2 separate regions of the Pan troglodytes genome follow, and region 2 is linked to region 1. Evidence: chromatin contacts called from public Hi-C data. All regions are on one chromosome and are shown on one strand. Each heading gives the region's core, a stretch centred on a gene start, on an enhancer-like site or on the middle of the called end of the contact. The rest is flanking DNA. Distances are from core to core; before and after follow the strand shown.

The links. Hi-C and Micro-C count contacts between places; a contact is called where the count stands out from the background.
Region 2: a contact with region 1 is called in a Hi-C map of stem cell-derived neural progenitor cells, with 3 times the contacts expected there. The contact joins the enhancer-like site here to the promoter of SMAD3 in region 1. A contact is called at or near these places in 1 of 7 Hi-C or Micro-C datasets (stem cell-derived neural progenitor cells) and 1 of 1 datasets of contacts at active chromatin or transcription factors (stem cell-derived excitatory neurons).

What each region holds. Positions count from the first base shown.
Region 1 is chr16:59,054,879-59,062,305 of NHGRI_mPanTro3-v2.0_pri, forward strand. It overlaps SMAD3 (SMAD family member 3), which reads left to right and starts at 4,838. Exons shown (of 9, transcript XM_001159972.7): 1 at 4,838-5,600. The coding sequence starts at 5,395.
Region 2 is chr16:59,141,605-59,149,031 of NHGRI_mPanTro3-v2.0_pri, forward strand. The region is part of intron 1 of SMAD3 (SMAD family member 3); the gene reads left to right. Among named protein-coding and RNA genes, the nearest start is that of SMAD3, 86 kb to the left of the region's middle. Within about 2 kb of position 2,662, at least 2 of the 24 cell types and tissues checked have an H3K27ac peak or open chromatin away from gene starts, as enhancers often do. A contact at or near this core is called in stem cell-derived neural progenitor cells, where this site is marked.

The DNA.
Region 1 (7,427 bases), core at 3,588-6,087:
CACAGCGGCTCATGCCCGTAATCCCAGCACTTTGGGAGGCCGAGGCGGGCAGATCACCTGAGGTCAGGAGTTCAAGACCACCCTGGCCAACATGGTGAAACCCCATCTCTACTAAAAATACAAAATTAGCTGGGTGTGGTGGCACATACCTGTAATCCCAACTACGCGGGAGGATGAGGCAGGAGAATCACTTGAACCTGGGAGGTGGAGGTTGCAGTGAGCCAAGATCGCGCCACTGCACTCCAGCCAGGGCAATAAGAGCGAAACTCTGTCTCTAAATAAATAAATAAATAAAATTTAAAAATTCCATTGTATGACTACAATACATCTTGTTTTTCCACCCATCCATTGATGGACACTTGAGTTACTTCTACCTTTTGACTGTTGTGAATAAGGCTGCTACGAACATGGGTGTGGATATACCCGTAGTCCCTGCTTTCAATTCTTTTGGGTATATCCCCAGAAACAGAATGACCGGATCATATGGTAATTCTGCTCAGTTTTTTGAGGAACTGCCATACATACACCACAGCATTTTCCTCAGAGGCAGCACTACTTCACATCTTCACCAGCAATGTGCAAGGATTCTAATTTCTTCACATCCTTTCCAACATGTTATTTTCTGTTTTTTAAAAGCGAATAGCTGGCCAGGCGCGGTGGCTCACGCCTGTAATCCCAGCACTTTGGGATGCCAAGGTGGGAGGAATCAGCTGAGATCAGGAGTTTGAGACCAGCCTGACCAACATGGAGAAATCCCGTCTCTACTAAAAATACAAAATTAGCCAGGCGTGGGTGGCACATGCCTGTAATCTCAGCTACTCAGGAGGCTGAGGCAGGAGAATTGCTTGAACCCGGGAGGCGGAGGTTGCAGTGAGCCAAGATGGCACCATTGCACTCCAGCCTGGGCAACAAGAGCGAAACTCCATCTCAAAAAAAAAGAAAAAAAGATAATAGCCATCCTAATGGATGTGAAGTGGTTCAATGTATATCTTTTTATTTGTATAACTTCTTTCAAAATGTATATAATTATTTTGTGTATATGTAATTTGTTTTACATAGTAGCATTATGCTATTCCTTTCCCTCTGTGTCTTACTATTTTCTGTTGGAACTGTGTTTAAAATCTATACATTTGTTTTATGTACATGGAATTCATTGCTTCTCACTTTTGCATAGCACTTTATGGTATGCATGAATCACATCCATGTATATTGAGAACCTACTATGTGCTTGTACCAAGCTTTCTATATGATTTAATCTGATTCCATACAGCAATCCTAAGAAGGTGTTGTAATTATCACATTTTATGGATGAGAAAACTGACACACACAGAGTTAAGGAACGTGCCCAGAGTCACACAGCCGGAAGTGGAAGAGGTAGAAGTTTAACCCAGGTCATTCTGGTGCCACAGAAGAGCTCACACGTGTAAGGTGTTACAAAGAGCTATAGGTAGAGATCTGACCGTAGACAGAGGCTCTCTCTTAGGTGAGGGCACTCTGATAAAAGTTCTAGTCCTGATTTGGCTACTTATCTTCACAGTGCAAATCACCTTCCCTTACAGACATCACTTTCTGTCTGTGTAAGATGAAGATGATTTTAGTGCTTTTTCTAGATTCACTACTTGTTGATTAAATACCCTTGAGCTAATGGGAAAATAATCAGAATTGAAGTCAGGTGTTTGTTTCTTTCGTCTATTTGGAGTGGCCGGCCCACCTGGGAGCCACTCCAAATACACGAAAACCCTCTGATGTGTCTATTAACGAGGTGAACTGTTCATAGGATGGACTATTCCCAGGGAAACAGTTGCTGTCTCCACTTCCATCCCACCTCTCCTGAACTTTGCACTTACCATGATGAAAAATTAACTGGGCTAATGTTTCCCTCCCAAGGACAACCTCTGCAAAAGCAGGTATGGCTGGGCCCCAAAAGACCCGGTGCCAGAACAGAGTTGTACCCATCCACAACAGCCCACCCATTCACTGCCCAAAGTCAAGATCAAGAGAACATGCAGGGTCTTCTCAGCACTGGAAGAATCAGTTCCTCAGCCCTCCTCAGAGCTTTCTGAAACTGGACTTAGTCCCCCAGTGGAGGGACTTCTCTTGGAGAAACAGGCCTGAGGAGAAAGAGCTAGCCCAGAAATGGCACTTATTAGACTTGTAGGTGGGTCCAGCACTATTTTTCTGCATGCACAGCTGTTCTTGTCACACGGATGCCAGCAGGGAAGCGTGGTTCTGCCACTCTAACTAGCTGGCTGCCTAGTTATTTCCTCCCCTCAGGAAAATGAGAGGGCTGAATGAGGGCCCCTTCCCATACCATGATTTTAGAGGGTGAAGTACCTGTCAGGTCCTTCTACTTACTACATGTAATCCTCAAATCTCTCTGACGCTCTTCCTCTACAGTGCAAATCACCCTCCTTCAGCAGACATTGCTCCCTCTGTAACATAAAGGACTTGAACTACAGGAGGACAGTTACAACGCTCTTTCTGGATCCAACACTCTGCACAGTGAGAACCGCTTGCTCCATTCTTACAGCGGAGAGAACGGACGCTGTCCAAGGGGAAGAAGAGAAAGAGCCAGGATTGGAAGCCAGGCCAGTCACTGATGGATCCGGAGCCCCTCTTACTTTCTTTGGCTACCTCTCAATGGTTGGACTTGTTCAGGTTAAGATTAACACTTTACTGGACGATGATGACTGCAAGGCCCCTGCCCATCTTTGCCCACTCAGTCACATCATCCTCATCCCCACCCTTTGATGCTTCTCTAGGCTGTGAACGCCTTGAAAACCTTAGTCTTTTATTTCGGAAGTTCAGGAACTGAATAGGAGGGCTGCAACTTAGAGCTGCTCCGTCAATGTGTGTTATACTTATTTGACCTCCCTCCACCACTTTTCATGGCATTAGCAATGCAAACCTTTTCACATGAGCTTCCCACAGCCACCCTAGGAGATCGCGAGGGAAGCTACCTCTAGCCCCATTTTACAGGTGAGCAAATAATCCTTGCAGTGTTAAAACAGTGTGCCCGTGTAGAGAACTGTTTTGCAAAGAGCTCGATCAATGATGTCATCTTTGCCTTCCGTGACCCAGGCAGCTGGGTGCAGTGTCAAGATCGGAGACTGAGGCTTCAACAAAGTACTGGGTTCAAATTCCAGCTCTGCCACTTGGAATCCTGAGTAAGTAATGTAATCTCTCTGTGCCTCCGTAAACGTGAGGCAGAGGAACATCTACCTCACCAACCACTGTTAAGATTGAATCAAAGGGCAGCAGGCGGGCTACCTGGAATGAAGAAAGCAATCAATAAATGTGGATTGTGTCATCCTTGTCTCTCTTGACGGACGGGAAGAGGACAGTGAAACCTAAGACCACAGCGGCAGCGCGTTAACAGGAGGACCAGCAAGGAACGGAAGCCAGGTTGTCAAGACTCAGTTGGGTTTCACGTATTCTCCTTTTCAGGCGGGTATTTAGGAAGAGAGGAGGGTGAGGAGCACAGCGCACTTCTGCAGCAGCAGCTGCGGATTGGCTTGTGGGAGGCGGTTCTCTGAAGCAAGGCAAGGGCCCCTGCCGCTTCTGGGCTGACTTTGTGGATTCCGCCACACCTCACAGGGCTTTGTAACTCCCCACCCACTTGAGGGTTGCAGATAACTTTTTTTTTTTTTTTTTTTTTTAACAAAGCAGGGGTGGGGGTGGGAGATTCCTGCTGTTAAAAACAAACAAAGGGCTTAGACACCGGCTAGTCGGCTGCGGGAGGCAGCAAGAGAAAGGCCGAGGGGCCTGGAGTAGCTCCTGAAAACCGCCGAGGGCCCTGCGGGCAGACGCCCCTGAATTCTTTTGGTGGAGAGAAAAGCCGCGGAGCTCCCCAATGTGCCAATTGGTTTGTTGTTGTTTTGCTTTTTTTGAATACACAAACTCTCCGAAAACTCCTGTCTTGCCCCACTTTTTTGTGAGTTCATTGCTTTGGAAACAAAACTCTCTTCCATTTATTGGGAATTATCAAATTTCCGATCCTTCTCTATCAGGAGATCCAGCAACAAACACCCTGTTATGTAAATTTCTTTCAAAGATAAATTCGAAAGCGCCTCCATTCATTCCTTCAAGAACTCAACAGATGTCCTTGAGGCTCATTTTCTGCCGGGCACTCGGTTCACAAGGCTCAAGAGACCCCTGGCTCCAGCCATTGTCCAGGTTGTCACTGGTGTCCCCAGCTCTCCACTTCTGAGGACCCACTTCTCACCCCCTCCTCCTCCGCACACGTTCCCGAGGCTCTCGGCCGGTGTGATCTCACCGACTAGAGAATAAAAACAGCCCAGGGGCGCCAGCGCCGGCCAAGGGCCTTGACGGGGATCAGCGAGCGCGAGGCCAAGTGCGGGCCCCAACTTCCTGGGCCCGGGCCTTCCGCGCGCCCCCTCTCGGGCTCGGGTCCTCTCCAGGGTGCACTCGCGTCCGCACGGCGCTTACTTGCTGCGAGTCCAACCCTCTCCGGCCCGCAACTCCAACCGAGCCGCCTGAGTGTGGACTCCGAGAGCGGACGCCACGGGCCGCGCTCAGCCCTCCCGCCCGAGGCCCCTCTCGCCGTGTTTCCCAGGACTTCCTCCCCGCGCCCGCCCGACTTCAGGTCGGGGTCGCGCAGGGTCCCGCGCGCTCCAGCCAGGACTGCCGCCGCCCGGGTCGCCCACGTGGGCATGCTGGGCGCGGGGTGGTGGCCGGCCGGGCGCCCTCCCCGGAGCAGGGGGCGGGCAGGGCGCCCGCGGGAGGAGGTGGCGGGGCGCGGGGGAGGAGGCGGGGAGCCCCGGCGGCGAGGGGGCGGTGACAGCACTTGGAAAGGAGGCTGCACGCGGATTTGCATGAAACACAGACTGGGAGCGGGCGGGAGCGGGAGCGCGGCGCACGCCCCGGGCCGGCCCAGCCAGCGAGCGAGCGAGCGAGCGGCGAGCCGGGAGGAGGAGGGTGGCGGGGCGGTGAGGCCGCAGAGGCGGAGGGATCTGCGCATCAAAGCTAGCGAGGCGAGCGAAGTTTGGCCGGGGGTTGGACTTTCCTTCCCGGAGGCGGCACCCAAACAGCTACCCCGTGCGGAAACCCAAACTTCTGCTGCCACTTGGAGTCTCGCGGCTGCCGCCACCGCCCCGCGTTCGGGGCCTTCCCGACCCGGCACTGCTGCCGTCCGCCCGCCCGGCCGCTCTTCTCTTCGCCGTGGGAGCCGCTCCGGGCGCAGGGCCGCGCGCCGAGCCCCGCAGGCTGCAGCGCCGCGGCCCGGCCCGGCGCCCCGGCAACTTCGCCGAGAGTTGAGGCGAAGTTTGGGCGACCGCGGCAGGCCCCGGCCGAGCTCCCCTCTGCGCCCCCGGCGTCCCGTCGAGCCCAGCCCCGCCGGGGGCGCTCCTCGCCGCCCGCGCGCCCTCCCCAGCCATGTCGTCCATCCTGCCTTTCACTCCCCCGATCGTGAAGCGCCTGCTGGGCTGGAAGAAGGGCGAGCAGAACGGGCAGGAGGAGAAATGGTGCGAGAAGGCGGTCAAGAGCCTGGTCAAGAAACTCAAAAAGACGGGGCAGCTGGACGAGCTGGAGAAGGCCATCACCACGCAGAACGTCAACACCAAGTGCATCACCATCCCCAGGTGGGGGCCCGCCCGGGGGACCCGGGGGCACGTCGGCCCAGCCCCCTGGCACTGCGGGGCCGACCCAGTGGGGCTGGAGATGGGAAGAGGGAGAGAGAGGGAGGGAGTGAGACTGTGTGGGTGCGTGTGTGTGAGAGTGGGAGAGCGCGGGCAGGAAGGGGGTGGGGGGACCCCAAACAAAACCATCTCTGATTTGCAAAGATCAGAGCCCGAGGCTTCCACGCGGCACTCTGGCTTCCAGACCTCACATTCCCTTTCCACCTCCGGGAGGGGAGAGCGGGTTGCTGCGGGACTCGGCCGCCCCCACTCCGGGGAGCTGGGGCTGGAAGTTGAGGCCCGCTTTGTTCGGCTCCGCGGGCCGGAGCCCCTCCTCCGCCGCCGCCTCCCGCCCCCGCTGCCCGCGCTCGTGGAGGTGGTGGTGTCTTTGCGTTTCTTTTCTTCAGTCCGGTCTCCCCACTTTCCTCTACAGGAATGCGGTCCGTACAGCTGGGGCTGTGGGTGAGGAGCGGGAGCCTAGTGATTGACAGATTCCTTCTTCGTTCTTTCTTTGCCTTCGGGATTAGCATTTTTATCGAGTATTTTTAGACTCGGTTGTGCCAGTCTCCCGCCCCCTGAGCATGCACGCACTTTGGTTGCAGTGCAGTGCTCTGACTTCCAAATGGGAGAGACAAGTGGCGGAAAATAGGGTCTTCTCCCACCTCCCACCCCCCCATCCCGACTCTTTTGCCCTCCTTTTGGTCCAAGAGATTTTGAAACCGTGCAGAACGAGGGAGAGGGGCAGGCTGCAGCCGGGCAGATAACAAAACACACCCCAAAGTGGGCCTCGCATCGGCCCTCGCATTCCTGTAGAGCCTTCCTTCCCAAAGCGCGCTGCCATCTGTCTGGATCTCCTTTATCCTTCCCGTTGCGCGCTAGCTAGGTCGGGCGGGAGCCCACAGATGGCTGATAGAAGGGGTCAGTGACTTCACTCCCCCAGGGCCTTCCTTAGCTTAGATGTGCCTGGCTGGGAATTGGGGGTGCGGTTACCTTGGCTTCCTATCTCTACCTCTCAGCCTCCTTTGATTCTGAACCAAGGGAGAGAGCGTGTGTGTTGGGGGCTGGCTGTTTTGGGGCTCCCAGGCTGCCGAGGAATGAGTAGAAAGCACCAGGGACTGTCAGCCGCAAAGGGATTGTCATCCCTGCCCCTGGGCCAGGGTGGACTCCATCCTTGGCCACCTGCTTGGGGCAGTTGTACAGGGGCTGCCAGGCGAGTCAGGCAGGCACAAAGCAACATCTGTCCACGGGAACCGAGGGCAGGCCTCCCCTGGAAATAAATGCCACATATGGTGGGAGTGCGGACTTAAATTTTTTTTAACTGGGTGGATCCAGTCAATAAAGGGGGAGGGAAGGCGGTGTGCTGTCTGGGGAAGTCTCTGGGCGTGTGATCGGGAGCCAGAATTGACTTCAGAGGAGGTGGTGTGATGTGATGGTCAGAGAGACCTGGGATTTGGTTCCAGCTCTGGTTGTTAATTCTTCTGTATTCCTTCCGTGGGGGTGGCTGGGGTAGAGTGGGTGAGTATGCTACTTCTCTGTCTGGGGAGGGGTCTGCCAAACCTACCTTCTCCTTATCTGCCTGGGTGCATTGAAGACAAGTGCTTTATGTATTGAAACAGAAAAAAAAAGTGGTATCAATTATAAAACAGGCAGCTGTGAAAAGTGTTTCACAGTTTACAAAGCACTTTCACATGGTTTTCTGAGGTCCTCAAAAAAAGACAGAAAGCAAGCAAGCAACCAGCCATGCAAAGTAGATAAGGTTGTTAGGCTTAAGATTATCACATTTTTAAAGCA
Region 2 (7,427 bases), core at 1,412-3,911, 85 kb after region 1:
GGGTAAATGCCATCCTTTCCTGGGCCCCAGTTTCCTCACGTGTTCAGGGGGAAAAGAAGGTGGTGGTGAAATGCCCCCCCACCAGCTCCAAAGTCCTGTGGTTCTGAGGCTGGAATATTCTGCAAAAGGACATTTGCACACCACCCTCCCACTGCCCCCGCCCCAGTGTCGTGTCCAGGTCCAGTTCTACCAGCCACAGATGTGAGCATGTCTGGAACCTGTCTACCTGTCTCATTCATTCCATGACCTCTGATTTTTGAGGTCAGTAATTCTGCAGCCTCCCTCACCTTTCTGGTTTAAAGCAACCTCCTCTCTCAGGAAGTTGTTTGAAATCAATTTAATTCCTTTATATCCCACATGACAGCTACGACTGCCACTGTTTAGTTGATGTTGGCATCGGGTTTGGGGCTTACTTGGCTTTTGTGTTTGCTTCTAACCTGCAGAAAGAGTCAAAGTTCTGAAGTTTTCTCTCTCATCCTTTCTGTTTGTTGCTCCATGTACAGTAGGGAAGAGGAATTTTTGTTGGTAGTCCACATTTTTGATTACTTATTTGCTCTGCTGCTATATTATGATTCAGGTTTTCTCCAAGGCCCTAGGTGCCTAAAAGCATTGAAGGAATGAGAAGTGTAGACACAGAACACCTTTAAGCCACTTCTCCCTGCAAATTAGTGTATTTCACAGGTATTTGGAATGCTAGAAGGTACTAGAAGGTGAGAAGACACTAGAGATCCGTTGAACCCATCATTTTTTAAATGAGATAATCCATACCTAAAGACTCCTCCATGAGTCGGTAGCACAGCCAGAGGGAGGACCACACACACCACTGTCATCTAATGAGCGGCCAGGGCTCCAGTCCATCCCCAGTGTGGGCCATATATCTGTGTGCTTTCTCCTCTATTAAATCCAACACTTGATAAAAATCTCCAGTTAACAAATATTTGTTGAGCAAGTTTATTGCAAATCGCTGTATTTAATGTCTGCCTACAACCTTAGCCACAGATGACTCTCTCTCCCTGGTATGGCAAGTGGGCAGAGTTTCCTCATTCAAAAACATTTTAGCTTCCTGCACTTCCCCGCTGGTTGCTTTCGCCTAACTGGCACCTGTGGCTGTCATTCCCCTGCTGTTTTTAATTGCACCTCTCAAGACCAGCTGATTGCTTAAAGAACATTTCTGGTATTGGGCCCATGGCAGTAATGTGCGTCTGTGGATCCCTTTGCTATGAGGCTTGACTTCTTGATCGGGTTCACAAGGCTGGTGGGCAGCCTGAGATCTTTGCTTATTTCCTACGTCTTCTGAAAGGTACTATGAAGCTTACCAGTTGCTGATGCATGCTATCAGCTAATAATTCCATTACCATTACTATTTTCTGAGCAAATGTGACCTGCAAGCCCCTTGCTCCATCCAGGATGCAGGCAAAGTTAAGCTAGGTTTCCTTTCCCTCAAGGAGCTCCTGGCACTGTTGGGAAGGGAAGTCAGAAACACACAGAAGTCACTTCATCATACCAGGCCTTTGGTGCTAAATGATGATGAATTTGAAGAGTGCGGGACAGTGGGGATGGTGAACTGTAAGAGTTCGAGGAGGGGAGGATGGAGAGAGGTCATTCTTAGCAGAAAGCCACAGAGTGGGTTACTGTTTGAGCTGGAAGATAATTGGACCTCCAAGGGCTCTGTCCCCACCTGCACCTCAGCGCACTATGCTGGTGGCCAAGAGTGCAGGAGCCTCACATTCAGATACTGTGGCTGCAACATTTTACCTCCACTACTTGGGCCTGTTCAGCATTTTGAGTTTCTATGCCTGTAAATTAGGCCTGTCTAGGAAGTGGGGGTGAGGTGGTGGGTGGGCAGGTGCTCTGAATCTCAGCTGGGACTGGGTGGGCTGATACCGGGGAGAGTTGTAAGTATCTAGGACCCAGCTGGAGGACGCCTCACCTGGAAGCCTTTGCTTGTTCCTGATTGTAGCTGTTTTAGGGATGCAGCTTTCAGACAAGGGCCACTTAGTTGATGAGGCCGGCTTAATCGAGGAGGGCTGTTGCCACCCTGACATTGTTAAGTGTGGGCCTGGCTTCTCTGAAGTCCTCCTTTCTTGCTTGTGTGGAATTCCTGTTTTCCTGCCCATAGGGGTTCTTTGCTGTCTTAGGTGAATTGCCCCAATGAACCAGAACCTTTTTTTTTAGGTACAATAGGAGGTCTGTACCCTTAGACAGAAAGGAATGCTAATTGGCCACTTAACTGTCCTCAGGGTACAGATGCCAGAATATACAGGGCACCCATTCTTTGTTACCATTTGGGATGGAAACTGCTTATATAAGCTTGTAAAGCTTTGGTTCAGAAAGCAAGAGAATGTGTATGGAACGTTAGCAATTGCTGTCATGCAAATGCTGCATTTTTTGCATGTAAAGGTATCTCTTTACCTCCATGGTCCTTTAACTTTTTCAAGAAACATGGTCATTTCCCACCCTTCCTTTACTTCCAGCTCCCCATTCATACCCAACAGTGGCTAACTGAAAGGTTTCAAATCCTGAAGGCTTTGGGGCTTCTTTTAAAAAGAAGGGACTGAGTTGTAAATGTCATAAGACTGAGATGGTTGTAAATGTCCCAACCATACTGTGTGACATTTGCTAGGAATTGTTGTAAAATCACTGGAGTGAGCGCTTGTCCTGAGGCACTGCCTCTCCGCGTGAATGTCACTGAGTCGCCCTGAGTCGCCCGGTTGACCCGTTGCATGTTATGCAGCACTTGTGACATTGTTTTATCTCTCTAGCCGGTGACTCATAATTAAGGAAGTCAAAACTGTGCAATTAACACAAAACCTCCTCATTTGCCCTCTTCACCTCTCCCCAACCCCCGCCCCCAGTCAGGAATGCCCGCCTGACATTTTCTCTAAGTCTTTGGAAACTTTAAGATTTGTTTTGATAGAACAAGGCCGCCAGTTATCATCGCCTGGTTCCACTTGTTTTACCCCAAAAGTCTGTGAGAATCTTTTCCAGGAAAAAAAAGAAAGAAAGAAAGAAAGTAAATCCCACCCCCAAGCGTGCAGTCTGCCCACGGGAAGTGATTCATGGTGCTCCGATTCGGGCAGACCTGACTGCAGGAGGCGGGAGGCTGGGAACCAGGTCTGGGAAAAGAGGGCAGAGAGAGGATACCCAGACCTAATGGCTTCTGCTCTGTGGAAGAAAGTGAAAAACAGAATGACTAAGAGTCCTGTAATAAGAATTGTTTGTTTTGTGAAGTTGAACTAATAGTGAGGTTTGCCGGCAGATAAGACTTGAGAAATTGCAGTTGTCAGGGGAGGGGACTTTTCCATGTCCTGCTTTTTTTTTTTTTTTTTTTTTTTTTTAAGAGAGCAAAGCTATTTCTCAGTCTGTTTTTTTTTTTGTTTTTTTTTTTTAAGATGGAGTCTCGCTCTGTCGCCCAGGCTAGAGTGCAGTGGCACAATCTCAGCTCACTGCAACCTCCACCTCCCAGGTTCAAGTGATTCTCTTGCCTCAGCCTCCCCAGTAGCTGGGATTACAGGTGCCCGCCACCATGCCTGGCTAATTTTTTTGTATTTTTAGTAGAGACGGGGTTTCACCATGTTGGCCAGGTTGGTCTTGGAACTCCTGACCTCAGGTGATCTGCCCACCTTGGCTACCCAAAGTGCTGGGATTACAGACGTGAGCCACCACGCCAGGCCTTATATCTCAGTCTTAAGACATTCATATATTAGTGGAAGGCCCAGATTTGTGTTTCAGTTCTACCTTGCCACCTCTAAGCCTGTTTTCTTTTCTTTGGAGAAGAGGGTCTAAGATGAGACCATTATCTCACAGTCTCCAATAGCTCTTTCTCCCCATTTTCACTTTTATTTATTTATTTATTTATTTATTTATTTATTTATTTTTTGAGACGGAATCCCTCGCTGTTGCCCAGGCTGGAGTGCAGTGGCGCAATCTCGGCTCACTGCAACCTCCACCTCCTGGGTTCAAGTGATTCTCCTGCCTCAGCCTCCTGAGTAGCTGGGACTACAGGCTTGCACCACCATGCCCGGCTAATTTTTGTATTTTTAGTAGAGACAGGGTTTCACTATGTTGGCCAGGCTGGTCTTGAACTCCTGACCTTGTAATCCACCCACCTCAGCCTCGCAAAGTGCTGGGATTACAAGCATGAGCCATTGCGCCCAGGCTATTTTCCCTTTTTACCTTTCCCTCCAAAGTTAGAGTTTTTGAAAAATATTTGATTTTTTAAAATTGACAAATAATTGTCCGTATTCATGGGATACATAGTGATGTTTTGATACATATTAATGTCATTATGGTGATCACATCAGGTTAATTAGCATCTCCATCCTGTCAAGCATTTATCATTTCTTTGGGTTGGAAGCATTCAATATCCTCCTTCTATTTGAAACTATGTAATATATGAATGTTACTATGTATGTTACTATATAAGCATTCAATATTCTCCTATTTGAAACTATGTAATATATGATTATACATAGTAACAATCATATATTACATAATAATTGTAAACTGTGTAATAATAATATTGTAATATATGCTTGCTAGATATTTGAAGCTATATAATATATTATTGTTAAGTATAATCATCCTACAGTGGTATAGGACACTAGAACTGATTTTTCCTCTTTAGCTGTAATTTTGAGACCTTTAACAAATTTCTCCCCATCCCTCTATTCCCTCTACGCTTTTCAGCCTCTAGTATCTTCTATTCTGTTTTTACGAAGTTAGAGTTTTGGGGCTGATAAATACTCATTTTTGTTTCCACCAAATGGAGCATCATGTTGTCATAGAATGAAGGAATCCTTTCTGTCCTATGGGTTATTTTCTTCTCCCTCAAACTGACAGTGCAAATTAATTTGATTCCCCAAAGTAGTTTGGAAACAGAGAGACTCTAAGTGTTGGCTACGTGAACAGGCCCGCTGCCGAGCGAGAGGCCCAGATCACCCAGAATGAGAAGATGGGTCTAAACACACCTGGCTTTGTGACTGACTCCATTTCAAGCTTCCTGTATTGTTGGAGGTCAGCTTTGGGGGTGAGGGATTTTAATGAAAGCTGAGGTGAAGTCTGCTGTTGCCTTAAGCCCATCAGAATGTTGCCAAGGGCTGTGAGTACGCTGAGTGGGTCCATGAGTGATCTCTTAAAAAAACATAAACCATTGTCAGGCCTAATTTTCAGCAGAGTGAAATGGCCACCCAGAAGATTCTGTGAAGCCTGGCAACTTTTCCCTTTCTTCCAGTAGTCACAGACCAATCCAGATCTTCGTAGCATCTTTTATTTGTGACTTGAAAGTTCTGTGATCCTGCTGACACTCAAGAAAAAGCAATCCCCATCAACTTGGTGCTTGGAGAAAAAAGTTTGTGAAGACCAAAGCTATTAAATAGAAAAGCCCTAAACACTCTCCTCCTCCTCCTCCTTCAATATTTAAACACTCTCCTCCTCCTCCTCCTCCTCTTCTTTGCATGGGGGAAGGGAGGGGCTCTCACCACAGCCAAAAGAGAATCTCTGCTGATTTAAACCCAGTGTGCTTTGTAGTCATAGAGAACTGAGTTTGGAGTGTAACATCTAGGTTCAAGCCCAGGCACTGTTCCTTCCTGGGTGACTTTGGGCAAGTCACTCAGCATCAAAAATTTTTCATCTGTAAAATGGGAGTGATGAGATACTCAGCCTGCAGGATCCCTTTATCCAATGAGTTACTGAGTGAGAAGTGCTGGGTAAACGCTTGCTCTGAGGTGTAAATTGCTTCTGTTTGGCCAGGCGCAGTGGCTCACGCCTGTAATCCAAGCACTTTGGGAGGCTGGGGCAGGTGGATCACCTGAGGTCAGGCGTTTGAGACCAGCCTGGCCAATATGGTGAAACCCCGTCTCTACTAAAAATGCAAAAATTAGCCAGGCGTGGTGGTGCATGGCTGTAATCCCAGCTACGCAGGAGGCTGAGGCAGGAGAATCACCTGAACTGGAGGTTGCAGTGAGCCAAGATCACGCCGCTGTACTCCAGCGTGGGCAACAAGAGCAAAACTCCGTCTTGGGGGGCGGGCGGGGGGGATTCTTTCTGTTTTCCCGCATCTTGCTCATCTCAGAGCATTTCCTTAGCCCAGGGGGATCTCAAGGGGAGGGAAGAGAGCAGATTTGCCCCCCAGGGGACATTTGGCAATGTTTAGAGGTATTTTTTTTCCGTTGTTACAGCTGCAGGTGGGTGTGCTACCGGCATCCAGTGTGAGGGAGCCAGACATGCTGTTAAGCGTTCTATATATGTCTCTACACAGGACAGCCCCCCAGCCCCAACAAAGATTAGCCCAAAACATCAGTAGTGCCAATGTTGAGAAACTCTGGGCCTCGCCAAATCCATAGCCCGATGTTGAAAAGTTCTCGGTGTCTGCGTGCTTTACAGATAATTATCATCAGGCTGAACTTTCTCCAGTAACCAACCTTCTTCTTTTCCAGAAAGTACACATTCTGTGCCCACCCATGGCCCTTGGGAGGTGGGATGGCCCAAGGTCTGGGTGATCTTTGTGTGTTTCCAGTGGAGTCCAGCCCTCCCAAGGATAAGGCAAGGCGTTTCCTGGCTTCCTCCTCCAAGGATCTGCCCAGGAGCCTTCAGTGGCTCCTGCCCAGGTTGCCCCATCTGCCTGGGGCACTTGTCATGGACCTGAGCCGGCTGCTCTGGAGAACTAGCAGAGGGAAAGAGAGGACTAAATATAATGGGGAGAAGTGAAGAAGAGGCCAGCTGCTGGGCTGGAGGATGGCATAGGGGGCTGCAGCCTGGCATTTTATTTGGTTTCCCCCTAGACTGGCAGCATTCATGCCCAAAGCACTAGATATTGTCCATTTATAAGTTCAGATGAAAATTGAGTTGTTCTTGGTGGAAATGTTTTAGTGACTGGTATCAAGGGTTATGAAATCCTGTTTTCAGCTCTTCACGTCCAATCTAAACTGGAACATTCAAAAACATGCTTAGCACACTTACAGAACTTGTTGAGAACACTCAGGAAACTCAGCTACAGGCAGAGCACATGGTCACTGTGGTAGAACTTGCAGTGAGACCTCAATTATCTAGAACCTGGCCAACCACATACTTGACCTCACTAGATTTCTTTGTGGCACCAAATGAAAAGAACAGACTAATGTTGGAAATGGAGTTTAAATAAACAACAACAGTTTTAAAAATCTTTGAACATGCCAGGGTGTAGTATATTCAGTGTACATCCCGAGTTCTGTTTGTAACTCTTTGATTCCAAGCTTCAGAAAATTACAATTATAGGCTAATTTTTTATACTACTACTAATCGTAATATAATCAAATTATATGTCTTTCAACCAGAGTCAACAACTGCTCAGTCCCTTTTTTAAAAAAAAAAATTAAAAACACTTGTCATCTTAAAGACCTTCAGACAACTTAAGATTCAATACAACAAAGAAAAAATTGTCTTGCTGT